Regions from separate parts of the Pan troglodytes genome. Here region 2 is linked to region 1. The links are chromatin contacts, called in public capture Hi-C maps. All regions are on one chromosome and are shown on one strand. The core of a region is the stretch at or near the end of the contact, and the rest is flanking DNA. Distances in the headings are between cores, read along the strand shown.

Evidence for each region. Capture Hi-C pulls out chosen DNA fragments and counts their contacts.
Region 2: a contact with region 1 is called in a capture Hi-C map of stem cell-derived neural stem cells, with 3 times the contacts expected there. The contact joins two enhancer-like sites. A contact is called at or near these places in 1 of 7 Hi-C or Micro-C datasets (stem cell-derived neural progenitor cells) and 1 of 1 other capture datasets (stem cell-derived neural stem cells).

What each region holds. Positions count from the first base shown.
Region 1 is chr13:47,147,569-47,153,378 of NHGRI_mPanTro3-v2.0_pri, forward strand. No RefSeq gene overlaps it. Among named protein-coding and RNA genes, the nearest start is that of ZEB2, 590 kb to the left of the region's middle. Within about 2 kb of position 3,078, at least 1 of the 24 cell types and tissues checked has an H3K27ac peak or open chromatin away from gene starts, as enhancers often do. A contact at or near this core is called in stem cell-derived neural stem cells, where this site is marked.
Region 2 is chr13:47,790,597-47,796,717 of NHGRI_mPanTro3-v2.0_pri, forward strand. No RefSeq gene overlaps it. Among named protein-coding and RNA genes, the nearest start is that of ZEB2, 1.2 Mb to the left of the region's middle. Within about 2 kb of position 3,540, at least 16 of the 24 cell types and tissues checked have an H3K27ac peak or open chromatin away from gene starts, as enhancers often do. A contact at or near this core is called in stem cell-derived neural stem cells, where this site is marked.

The DNA.
Region 1 (5,810 bases), core at 1,828-4,327:
AGGGGCATACAGTGGTCACTGGCTACCTAAGGGAAGAAGTTGGTAAATGACTTTCTTCAGTTCACATACTTTCTGGAGTGAGCAGCTCTGCATTGACTTTGGCTGGCCTGCATTAGGAAGGCTTGCCATTCCGTGCAACGTTTTGTTAACCTAGCTCAGCAGCAGGTCCTGATTGGTCATGGGAGAATCTGGGCTAAATGGTATACATTTCCGATGATGTAAAAGTAAATTAGAGAACAGGGCAAGTTATTACACCAGAGAATGTGGGGCAATGGGGAATAATAAAAATCAGGCTACTCTAATTTCCTTTGAACAACTAAATATGTACAGGTCATTATTTCCTGTAATCCGCAGGCCTCCCAATGCAAGTCCCGGCCTTGTGTTAAAGCCTCTGAGACAAAAACAACAAAATGCAGTGTGGAGAGAAATGAAAAAGGCTGTAATGCTATTTAAAGAATGGATTAAGTACAGTTTACAGATGCTGGTTTTCTTCCCATTTTGGAATGTTAAATTAGACAACCAAGGAGGAAAACTCACCTGGTTTGAAAAATTCAGATGTTTTCCTAACAGTAATTTCATTCATGTTCCCTGCAGTGTTTGTTCCGCTACATCGCGGAGGTGGCTGAGCCACAGTTTAACCACATTTTCTTTGCCAAGGCTGGATCATAAAGGGAATCACAGATTCTTCTTGAATGGGGTTTAGGCTGCACTTAACATTATTTCTCTGGAGACTGATCTTAGTCCTTAATTTCAAGTCTATGCCAAACTCGGTCTATTTTTACGACACATACAGCATGCCACTTTTATAAGAATGAGGAAACCTCTTGTCCAATAGGTACGTAGGTCTGTACACCCCTCCCAACCTCCCAACATATGACAACTTCTAGGCACTAAGAAAAGGTTGCATATATGCCTATGACATCCTCTGTGTTGGCAAGAGAATGACTAAGAATGACTCAGTAAGATGAAGCTTTTACCTGTGTTTTTGGTTGCATAAACCTCTTAAATTCAAATGGCCAGATGCACCTATTAAGCATTCTGATTCTTGCGCATCTAATCAAGCTTGCTGAGGGGTAGAACTTAAAGTCCATTTTAAATAAGGGCCCCAGAGATTCCTATACATACTAAAGTTTGAAAACCATTGCTAGCCATTCTTCACCTTTTCACAAAACGTCTCCAAAGGAGTGCTAGGGATCTTTTTTATTATTATTTTGTGTCTGGGGACCTGTAGAACGATTAATAAATTCATCATGGCTGTACCAGATTTTTGCTCTATACACTGTAATATTGTGGAGAATTGGATTTTCTTCCTATGATACTAAATACTTGTACTACTAAGTCAGCTTATGATAAAGTCCTGTTGCATTTTCACATGTCCTTATTGTTTCACCCATGGAACGATGCATAATTGACAATGCTTTCTTCGTGTGGGGAGTCTTGGCTCTCTGGTAGCTAGACCAGGACAGGGAAGCTGAGGAATGGAAGAGAGCCCTCTCTTTTGGACACTAGACTAGAGACACTAAATTCTTACCTGGTCCCAGTACATCAATCTGGAAAGGCTGGAAAATATCTGGTGATGGCAAGGGTTAAAATAAGACCCTAGGAATCTGGGAATGTGGATCCAGCAGGTAAGGCTGAAGGGATGGGAGCTGTATGTGAAAGATACAAAGGGTAGTCTGCCTGGAAAAATGACAAGACGCTGCCATCTCATGTATGTCTGAACATGAATTTCTTTACTATCAAGCATTATCCCATTTTATTTGGAATATTTCTGACTTAGGCTTCTTGTCTAATGGAAATCATTAATTTCTCCTCTTTCACTCTCAAAGGTATTCCAGTTTAGATTAAAAATGATATGCACATATACAGGAACATCTAGTCCTCCCATTATCTTTGCTGATCTTAAAAATGTGCCACATATCCACATTCTATTATTAAAAGATTATTAATTCCCTTTAAGCCCCTGTCATTTCTTAGCCTTAGAGTAAGTGTTAATCAGGTGATTTGAGATTGAGAAGACAGTAATATTGAGTGAGATAAATAATACTAATAGGTCCCACCGGTACTAGATGTGCAGTGCAGGAAGGGTGGCATCAAAGAGAATGGTACAGAAAGGGAAGACTGGAAATGAGAAAGGCAAGTCATATCAACTTTACAAGTTTGCTTGAGGTCATCCCTGGTACTACCCAAAATCCTGTTACTTCTAATTGTTATTTTTCTTAAAAATAGTTATGTTTGTAATTTAGAGCACCTAAACTAAAATGTTTAGAAATTATCTTTTTATCCAACCATTGAACGTATTTATTTTTCTAACTTTGCTTAATTATTAATTTGACAAATCTATTTTAAAATTATACTTTTACTCTGATTTACCAACTATCAACATTTCTAGCAACTTTTTTCAGGTTTTCCCCCTATCACCATCTCTGGTAATAGTCTAAATATTATTAATGATATTTTAGGGGAAAAAAACACGATTCCAGATGTTGGTGTTCTAGAATCATAGAAAATTGGACATCTCTATTTAAAGACAGAAATTGCCATAGATTTTATTAGGTTTGAAAGGCAGAGAAAAAAGTCAGGCAAAACCGGGGGCTGATATTTAGAATTTAAACATTTTGAGGAAAAAAATGTCACTTTCATAGAACTAAGTTCTGTTGCCATTGCCAGAGAGTATCCCTGAGAAAATAAACATATGCACCCCCTCCAAAAAGGAAAAAAAAAAGTGAGAACAGGATTTTTTTTTTCACTTAATTTGCTGTTTGTTTCTAAAAAAAAAATCCACCCCCACATAGGTCACTTGGAATTCATTTTGTCTACATCCTGGACTGCACGTAGGGAGGCAAAAAAAAAAAAAGGAAGGGAAAAAATGCCTGGGATCTGAAAAGAGGAATGTGGTAGGGCATGGGAATTGCAATGTCGTGGTGGTCACCAGAGCATATTTTGGCTTGTCTTGAAACAAGCAAGCACCGTTGGACCTCTGGAATACTAACAAATTAGTCCTGCTATCAGGCTACCTATCGGAGACTGGATGCCTGAGAAAAAGTGTGTGGGTTTGTAGCTGCAGCCCCAGGCGTTGGCAGGCCCTTCTGTCAGCCCCTGCCCGCTTTCTCACTTCCAGTCGTGCTCAGTGACCTTTGCCCCTATCCGGTGTACCGTTACAGTTCATTTCAATAATTAAACAGTTCGAAGATGGCAAGACTTTTTGTGTTGTCAAGAGAAAATCAGGGCAGTGGCTTTTTCTTAATACTGAAATCAGGAGTGTTTGGGTTTAATTATATTAGCTAGTGCCTGTTCATTAATTTTCCCAATCATTGGGAGACATGTTTGCTGGAAAGATTGGCAATGGGTTAGAGCGGTTATTAAGGCAGGGCATTTCAAAGGAAAGGTATCCGAACTCTGACAAAATCAGATGTCTGAAATTTCAATCAGGGGCCCCGGGTTTCAGTGGCAGCTTACTCCACGAAATAAGGCAGCTACTCTCCCATCTGGAGTCCCAAGTTGTTCAGGCAACCCAGCTAAGGCATTGGACGTCAGCTCCAAATATGCTGATTTTCCAATGCCAGAAAAATAAACCACTCCTTCTGAACTCCAAGTAATTGGCTGCTGTGCCACTTTTGAAAAGTCTCTTACATCCTCACTCACTACGGCTCAGTGAAGCCTTACCACCTCCCCACTTCAAGAGAAGAAAAAAAAGGCAATATAATGTACTTAGTGAAACCAGCAAATTTGCCATTTTTGCTGCTTTAGCAAAAATGTTAATACTTCAAATTTGTTAGGGATGCCTTGGAAATTCTGCTTATTTTTCCCTCTTTGGAGAGTTTAATGTGTACCTTAATGCCCCCTTTCATTATCGGCCTGGCCTTCTTCCTAGCTCTTCCCTGCTGACTCCAGACCTATCCTGGTTATTTTGTGGTTGTGGCTGGCTCTTGGTCATTCAGACATGTTTGTGGCTTATAATGTATCAAATTAGATGCTACAGTCTCCTAGGTCTCCTCCCTATTCCCTGACAAAATTTGTCTTGCTCACAAATCTCCACTGGCCTCCCTGTACTCCTTAATCGACTATCTGCTTTGTGAACCTGAGAAATACCCAACGCCTGTCTGTACTCACAATGAAAATGGCCAAATCATAATAATTCAAAGGTGTCCTAATAACGTTTTTTAATCCTTAAGGATACAGTTCACCAATGAGTGTCCTTAATGTTTAAACGTTCAACCAGTCATGTTGTTTACAGTGAGGCTCTAGCGAATGAAGTTATGGCTATCATAATCCTGTGATACCAGTCATAGGTAAATCCTATTTACCAAGTGAAGTAATCGGTGGGATAATAGCAAATTAGTCCTGCTGTCAGGCTACCTATCAGAGGTTGGACACCTGAGGTGAACAGCTATATTTCTTTCTTGACTAGCCAAAAATTCAAACATAGATGACTATTAAAATCTGGTGATAGGTTAGCTATGACACCTGTGGGTTCTTGAGTCAGGAAAACGGGTTTGGGAGCTAGTAAATTAGGCTTACATTCTAATCCTGTTTATTTCTATCTGCAGAATTTTGGGAAAGTTACTTATGGTCTATCACCATTTCCTCCTCTGTAAAATGGACCTGATAATAGTACCTACCTCAGAGCATTGCTGGAAGGATTACATAAATAAATATACCTATGGAACAATGTCTTATCTCAAAGTAATGTCAGTCTTGCTATTGTAGCACCACGAGCTGATTTCTATTATAGCATTTAAGACCCAGATTTATAAATTTTATTTACCTGCTTTCATTTCTTTGTAAGCTCTTTGAGAATAAACACTTGAGCACCCTTCATCTCTGTGTCGTTAGTGTATCACTGCAGTGCATTGTACAAAACTACTCAATAAACATTTGTTAAATGAATGAATAAATAGATGATGAATGGATGGGTGGAAGGATAGCTGGATATATGGATGGACATATGCATATATAGCACTGTGTTTGATCATAAGCAATCATTTTAAGATCATGAAGTTATCCCTAGTGACATCTCTCTTTTTATCAGTTCCTTCAGATTGTGTTGCCTTTCCAAGCTTGGACAAGCTCCTTGCCTTGTTTTCCTCCCATTTTCTATCAATCTTTTCTCTCTTTAATCCTTCTAAATGACTGCTTATCTAATTTGATCTATTAGTGAAAGGGGCTTTATGTACTACAACTTTTGGATAGCTTGCATATTTTATCAGATTTTTTTCCCCTCACTACTTCATTCCAAGGAAGTGACTAATGTGGGAATTTCAGTAAGGCTATTAGGAAAAGTATTTTCTGTAAAAGACTGTGGACTTTCTTTAAATCATACCCCATGAACATCTGCCTCCTCTACCTGGGGCTAAATCTGACCCTGAACAGTACTTGTTCCAATACATAAACAGTTAAATAAACTCATTTTGGGTGAAAAGATAGGGAGTAAATATTGCAAGACTAAGATGCCACAGTAAACCCCTTATAGCATATACTGAGTTACAGTTTAGTGATAGGTTGAACACATGCAGTTCAGCCTGCCTCCCCCACCCCTGAGGAAGTGAAGCCAGAGTGTCAACATGAAATATTCACATCTCACATTTTCCAGGTGTACACAAGCCAAATCTCACAATGATGTTGGCGACTTCTCAGAGTTGCAAAATAATGGAGAAATTTTCAAGTGAATGATTCTCTGGCTATCTTAAGAATATCCTTTATTCCTACTTATTCTTTCAAATTTGATATTTCAACAGCAGTGCAGGGTCAAAGTAGAATTCAGATAAGTGTCACGTATCTTGCTGAGGTAACAGGTGTATAATGAAGAA
Region 2 (6,121 bases), core at 2,290-4,789, 640 kb after region 1:
CAGGTCGGTATCTGACTGATAAAGAAACTCAGTCGGTTTCTATTCTGTGCATCATATCAAGACAAATGCAAGTTACAGGATGTAGCCCTCTTCCCTATACTATTCTCCACTTGCATTTATTTTCCCTACACATATTGAAATCTGAAAACTAGGCTGAAATAAACATTAGAGAAGCTTCTATAGTGAGTTTAGCTTCCCTTGAGCCATGTGCAAATGAGCTTATTTTATACACATATATTTATATAAAATCTGCTCTCATAATACACATTGGTCAAAATGCCTTTGTCTGGTTTAAAAAAATAATATGTGCACTCCACCAAAAAAGTTCTACAGCTATTTTTCACTGTATGTTCAAACAAACAAAGGAGACAAAAAGAGAAACTAAAGATTATTTTTAATGATAACAAGCCAAAACTTCACCTCGAAATTACACGTGCACACTGAATTCTGCACATGTCCAATGGAAGCTCTCACTTAAAATCAAATTATTTTTCAAACTAAAGCTGTGAAGACTTAAACTGGGAGAATCTGAGATCTGGCCCCTTTTATAATACTTTGAAGTACAGCTGGGAAGTTAGGATTTCTGGAAACCTATGTTTGATTTCCACTAAATTTATTGCATCACACATTTCAATTTTGCCTCCATTGTGCATCCATTAAACCATTAAAAAGTATACACTTCTTGCAAGGGGTAGGATTGGGAGAAGTGGGGTTGGGATTATATTTTAGTCTTCACTGTGGGAAAATTCCTGAGTTCCTCATACCCTGTTAATATTCAAAGGTAGCTGTTATCAGTTATCTGACGGGTAGAGAATAATTCACATTGCCACAAAATTACAGTAACCTTTTTGGACATGTCTTGTGGTTGAACATTTTTATTCCTTGGTCAGGCAAATAAGATCACCATTATATTCAGAGAGGATGCTTGAGTCTGTGCCTCCTGTTTAGGAGAAGTAATATATTCTTAGGACAACTGTCACACTACACAAACCGCGTGCTATCTGCAAACAGCTTGGGGAAAATATTTCCTTAGGTCTGACATGAACTAGGCACCTCTTTTATGATACTTTTTTGGCAGAGAGAACCAGCCTTAACAAACCAGCTTCTTTCCAGTCATACTGCGTACACATCCACCACCTCTGGCCTTATTTTTAAACCCAATGATGATAATAATTTTAAGGGCTGGGAATTATGAAGGCTTACTTGGCAGAGTCTTCCTATTGTGAATGATAAATCAAACTTGGGGTGCTTGCCAGCAAAAAAGTTCTTTCTTATCTCAGTAAATAAGTGAGGGTGGGCCTGATAAAGGCAAGACAATTTGGTAAGAATATTGTGATAGGGGCAACGGGTGGGCTTTGATATGGTTTTATTGCCTGCCTCATTTCAGTTTTTGGCTCACACACATTTGTCCACAAGCAGTGTCAGTTGGCTTTTTCCTTTCACAGCAGATTTTCTTACCTTGTAAGTAGAAACCTACGTTAACCCTCTGCCAGTAAAAATAAGAGAAGCATTTTCTAAGCATATTTCTAATCAGCCATTCCTCTCAATAAGTGGATCTGTGAGACTGCAAACATAAAACATTGTTTTCTAGTCACCCCGATTTCCTAAGTGTGTAAATCCCCACATCTCTTCCCCTTTACAGCGCGCTCTCACTTGCATGCTACTAGTTTGCATTCTAAAATGCCACCTGTTGAAAATAAAAGTCTCATGATATTTGCAAATGTTGGTTCATCCTGGTTTAGCTTTACACAGCAGTCTAATTTCACCGTGCTTAGCAATTACTTTTATTAGTTACTCCACCCAACAATCATATGATGTCAGAAACTTCATCTATTTCCCTGTCTTTATCTCTCCCTCTCATTCATTTCTTTCTCTTTTTTCTCACATACTAACACGCATACACCCAGTTATTATCACTCAAATCGTTTTAGCAGATCTCTACATGTGTCTCAAAATATTCCATATAACTCAAAATAGCAAGTACTTGAAAAGATAGTTATCATCCCTCTGAACAGGCAAGAGCAACTGACACATAGAGATATTTCTCTGATTAGAGATTTGTTGTTTTAGAAATAAGTTACATAAAATGTCCTACTGCTTTTAGTTGTATCTGTTGCAACTTTGAGCAACTCAGTTTCTTCATTGGTTAATATGAGGGCAGTGGATGAGGTCCACAGTGTCTCTCAGGGATATCGTTGTACAGTTCTATTTCCTCCAGGGCACATGTGAAATAAGTGAGGGATCTTTACGTAGACACAGCTTATCAGTCCCAAAACAGTGTCCCTCCTGTAGATCACACATTTTCTGATAATAACCTGAGGGGAAGAGGGGCAAGGTTGCCTGTTTCCTGACATCCTGCTTTGCATACTCAAGACACCTACTTTATTAAAAAGTTAACTTTGCTCCAAAAAAATTTTTCCCTAAGTTTTTCAAGATTGATTGTTTCCTGTTATTGTTGGAGGTTTGCTTTCTATGGTCATTTGGTAAATAAATAGCTTTATAGGGGAAAACAAATGGCCTTGTTTTGTTTTTCTACTGCAGGGTTTATGTGTTAAATTTCAGCTACGTCGTGTACTCACAGCTTAGTGCTTCAGATAGTTATGGGGAACTAGGAATTCTTAAAGGGGTAGGACAGGATGTCCTTTTCTATCGCTCAATGAGTCATGGAGGATGAATGCCGTTTCAGGGGTTCTGTAGTTGTGATTTCAGTCAAGTTCCAGTGGCTTTCAACCACTTCTCTAAATCTGAATGAAGAAGCAGCCACAGGGACTGTGTGAATTATGCTAAGATGCATTCCCGTTAAGTGCTGAAGTGGCCTTTGCAGTGAATCCTTAAACTTTACAATGCCAGCAACAGCCTATCCAGAGACAGGGCAGAACCCCCACATATACCCTCTTCCATGCCCACATAAGACATTTGCATTTATCTCCATTCTTATTGCATTGAGCATATCTGTCTCCTGGTCAGCAACCTCTGTGTCTTTGGAAAGTCAGGCCTCACTCAGAGCATGCTCCCTTCTCAGGCATTGTGACAAGATTGTGTTTCGGTTCCAAAGGGTTAATCCCAAAGTGAATTCTTTGCATGTGTAATTCAATACTTCATAACTGCTGAAAATTGGAGTCCACATAATTTATTTTCTTTGGTCGGGCACATTTGCCTCATGCTTGGCCGGGGCTGACTTCAGAGAGACACACCTAAAACTCTCAAGTGTCCCAAGTGGCCCATGTCAGTTGTACAGAGAGATTGTGGTACTTGGACAGAGCCCAAGGATTAGGTGTTCCTGAGAAGGTTTTTTTGGCTCTACAAAGCCTTAGGATGTCATGGGAATAGGCTGCACTCCCTTTTCCCCCTTGAAGGCCACATATCAACGGGGTATCTAACCACTCAGAGACAGGCTCTACACAAAGGTATACATTAAAATAAATAGAACATGCAAGCAGAAAGAACTGAAAGAGAGGGAGGAATTGCTAAGTGGAGACAGGAAACAATTGCTTCATTGTTGAGGCAGTGATCTTAGAATTGCAGAGTACAGCTCCATCTACAGGACAGTTTGTAAAGTTGGTGCTTTTGGCTTAAAACATGAGACAGAACTTTACATGCAGTTTTTAATCCAGCTCACTTTGCATGGGCTTCACCTCACTGACAAAAATCCCACATTTTTACGGAAAAATAATTGTCCCTCTTTGATGAGAGGGATTCAGAGGGTGACAGAGAGATAAGAAGTGAGGGAGAACGCGGCTCAAGGGTGCTTTCATTTAGCTCCTTTTCTTATTTTGGCAGTAAATATTCTTGTCCTCGCAATACTCATTTAATCTCTTTCTTTGCTTTTCAACAACTTCCTCTCATTTGGTTTCCTCTCATTATTCCTTGATTTGGGAGGGGGCATGTGTATTTTCACCATTCAAACAAAATAAAAAGCTGTGCTTGTTTGAACACCATTTTTGTGCTGGCTGGCAAGCATGTGACTTTAAAGAAGGTTCAGGTTTTTAGGTTGAAAGGAGCTAAAAAACTTTAAAGTAATAATTAAAGCCAACTCTACGTGCACATTCCCTCCCCTCCCTTTATTTTAAAAACCTTGCCTGCCAACGCAGTGGCTGCTGTCTTAATGCTATTTCAACAGGAGACCTGGGTTTCAGGACAAGATCCAGGCCATAGGGGAGACTTGATGGCTCGGGGAATTAGTAATGGGATTTGGAGCCCTTCATTTCTAGGTCACTGGTTTGAATAGAGCCCAGGTCAGTAATGACTGAAAGTTGTTACCACCCGATGCCTGCTCTTCCTTAGCTGATCTGAGCTTGCCTGCCACTCCATCCCTGAGTGCCTGTGGCCCGTCTGCACTAATGGCATTCATTGACAAGTTGGCTAACTTAGGCCTTAAATGTGAGGCAGCCCAGTTTCTGCCATGTGCAAACACGGGGTCCACACTCTACTGCAGCTGCTCTTCAGGGAACAATGCAGAGAGAGAGAGAGTTACAAAGCTATTTTGCCTTTCTGATTACTCTGGGACCTAGCAAATCTATCTCCACTCACCTTAAGTCTCTGAGGCATTATATCTTCAGCCATTTAAAGGTAAGATCCAGGGAGAAGAAGTAACAGGCCTCAGAGGACCAAGTTTTCAAATTCTCCAAATGTATGCATTCTGAGAAGACCGATTTAAAAGATCTGAATTAGGAGCTGCTGCTGCTGTTTCTAGTACCAGATAATCATGGCCCTTTTAAAATACCGCTTGCTGGACCCCAAACCTGTGCTTACAAAGTGTAGAAAGAAGGCAGGTGTTTCCAGAACTTATATTAGGAAAGTGTTTGAAAAAATAATTACTGCTTTCTTTTTGTTTGTTTGTTTATTTACAAGAGGAGAAATGCTTGCTGTAAAAGGATGGAGATAGAGAAGGAAGGACTGTGGAAACTCAAGAACAATGCACTACATTGGCAGTTCCTGCATCCTGCTACAGCCGGAGGCCAGTCTCTATGTGCAGAGACAAACTTGCTCTGGAGCTGTGGTTAAAGACGGGGAGGAGCTGGAGTGGGGACTAGGCGCCTCCGGAAAGGATCTGAGGCCTTTCACATAGCTACCTGTCAGTCCCTGGGCCCGGCGCTGCAACCTACACATGCTTCACTCTGTCTCTCCAACCAACACCCCTTCCCTAGAGGCAGGTGAAGCCCGTTCCCAATAAAGAATTACATTATGTATCATCAATTAAGAAATACAATTGTATAAAGACCCATTTGTATCAGTCTTATATTTAGATTTCCTTTTCAGACAAGGGGGTTTTTAACAGCATTGATTTTCAGTAATAAACCAATTACAGGTTCTTACCACATTGCTAAGATACTGGATGAAAAGTTTTAACTATAGAGTTTGGTTAAAGTGGGTAATGGAAAACACAGCACTATGTTTCCATTTGTTTCTGATTTACTACTTCCAGCTCTACATTTATTCCTTTTAGATTTCCTGGATTTTTGTTTACTTGGTTTTTGTTTTCATTTTTGTGTTTTCATTTCATTTCCAAGACTATTTGCCTGCTTTTTACCTTTGCATTCTCTTATTTTGTTTAGGAAGCACAGTCTTCTACATTTTTGCTGGAAATATGGAAAAGCACTATGGCTAATGGAACGACTTGATGCCAATGATCTACCCTTCAGCTAAGCCATCAGGCTCTGCTCCTCACTCTGACGGCAGTGGACTCAGCCCATGGCACCACCCCCACTTTTTCCGAAGGGACCCAGCCTATGGCACCGCCCCCACTTCCAGCATCACCTGCAGGGCCTGGGCCAGTGGTTCTTTGTATGCCATCCATTTTCTGCCTTTTCTTAGATGAATCCAACTAGTAATTGATTTTGTTATTCAGAGAATCCTAGAATCCTAGTGTTGGATGGAGGCTTACAGATCAGCCTCTTCACAAATTTCTCCTAGCATGGAGATCTGAGTATTGCTTGAACATGTTTTGAAGAAGCACTCTCTCCTCTTCTAGGCTTTCTATTCCGTGTTTGTTTATTGTCTCACACCAGTCAGGAAATGGGGCTACAGCGGTAAACAAAATTGCCTCTGCAGAGCTTGGAATTGAGTATAGAAGAAGAATCCCCCCGTAATTGCAAAGATGTTGAAAGTTCATCAGCATTGT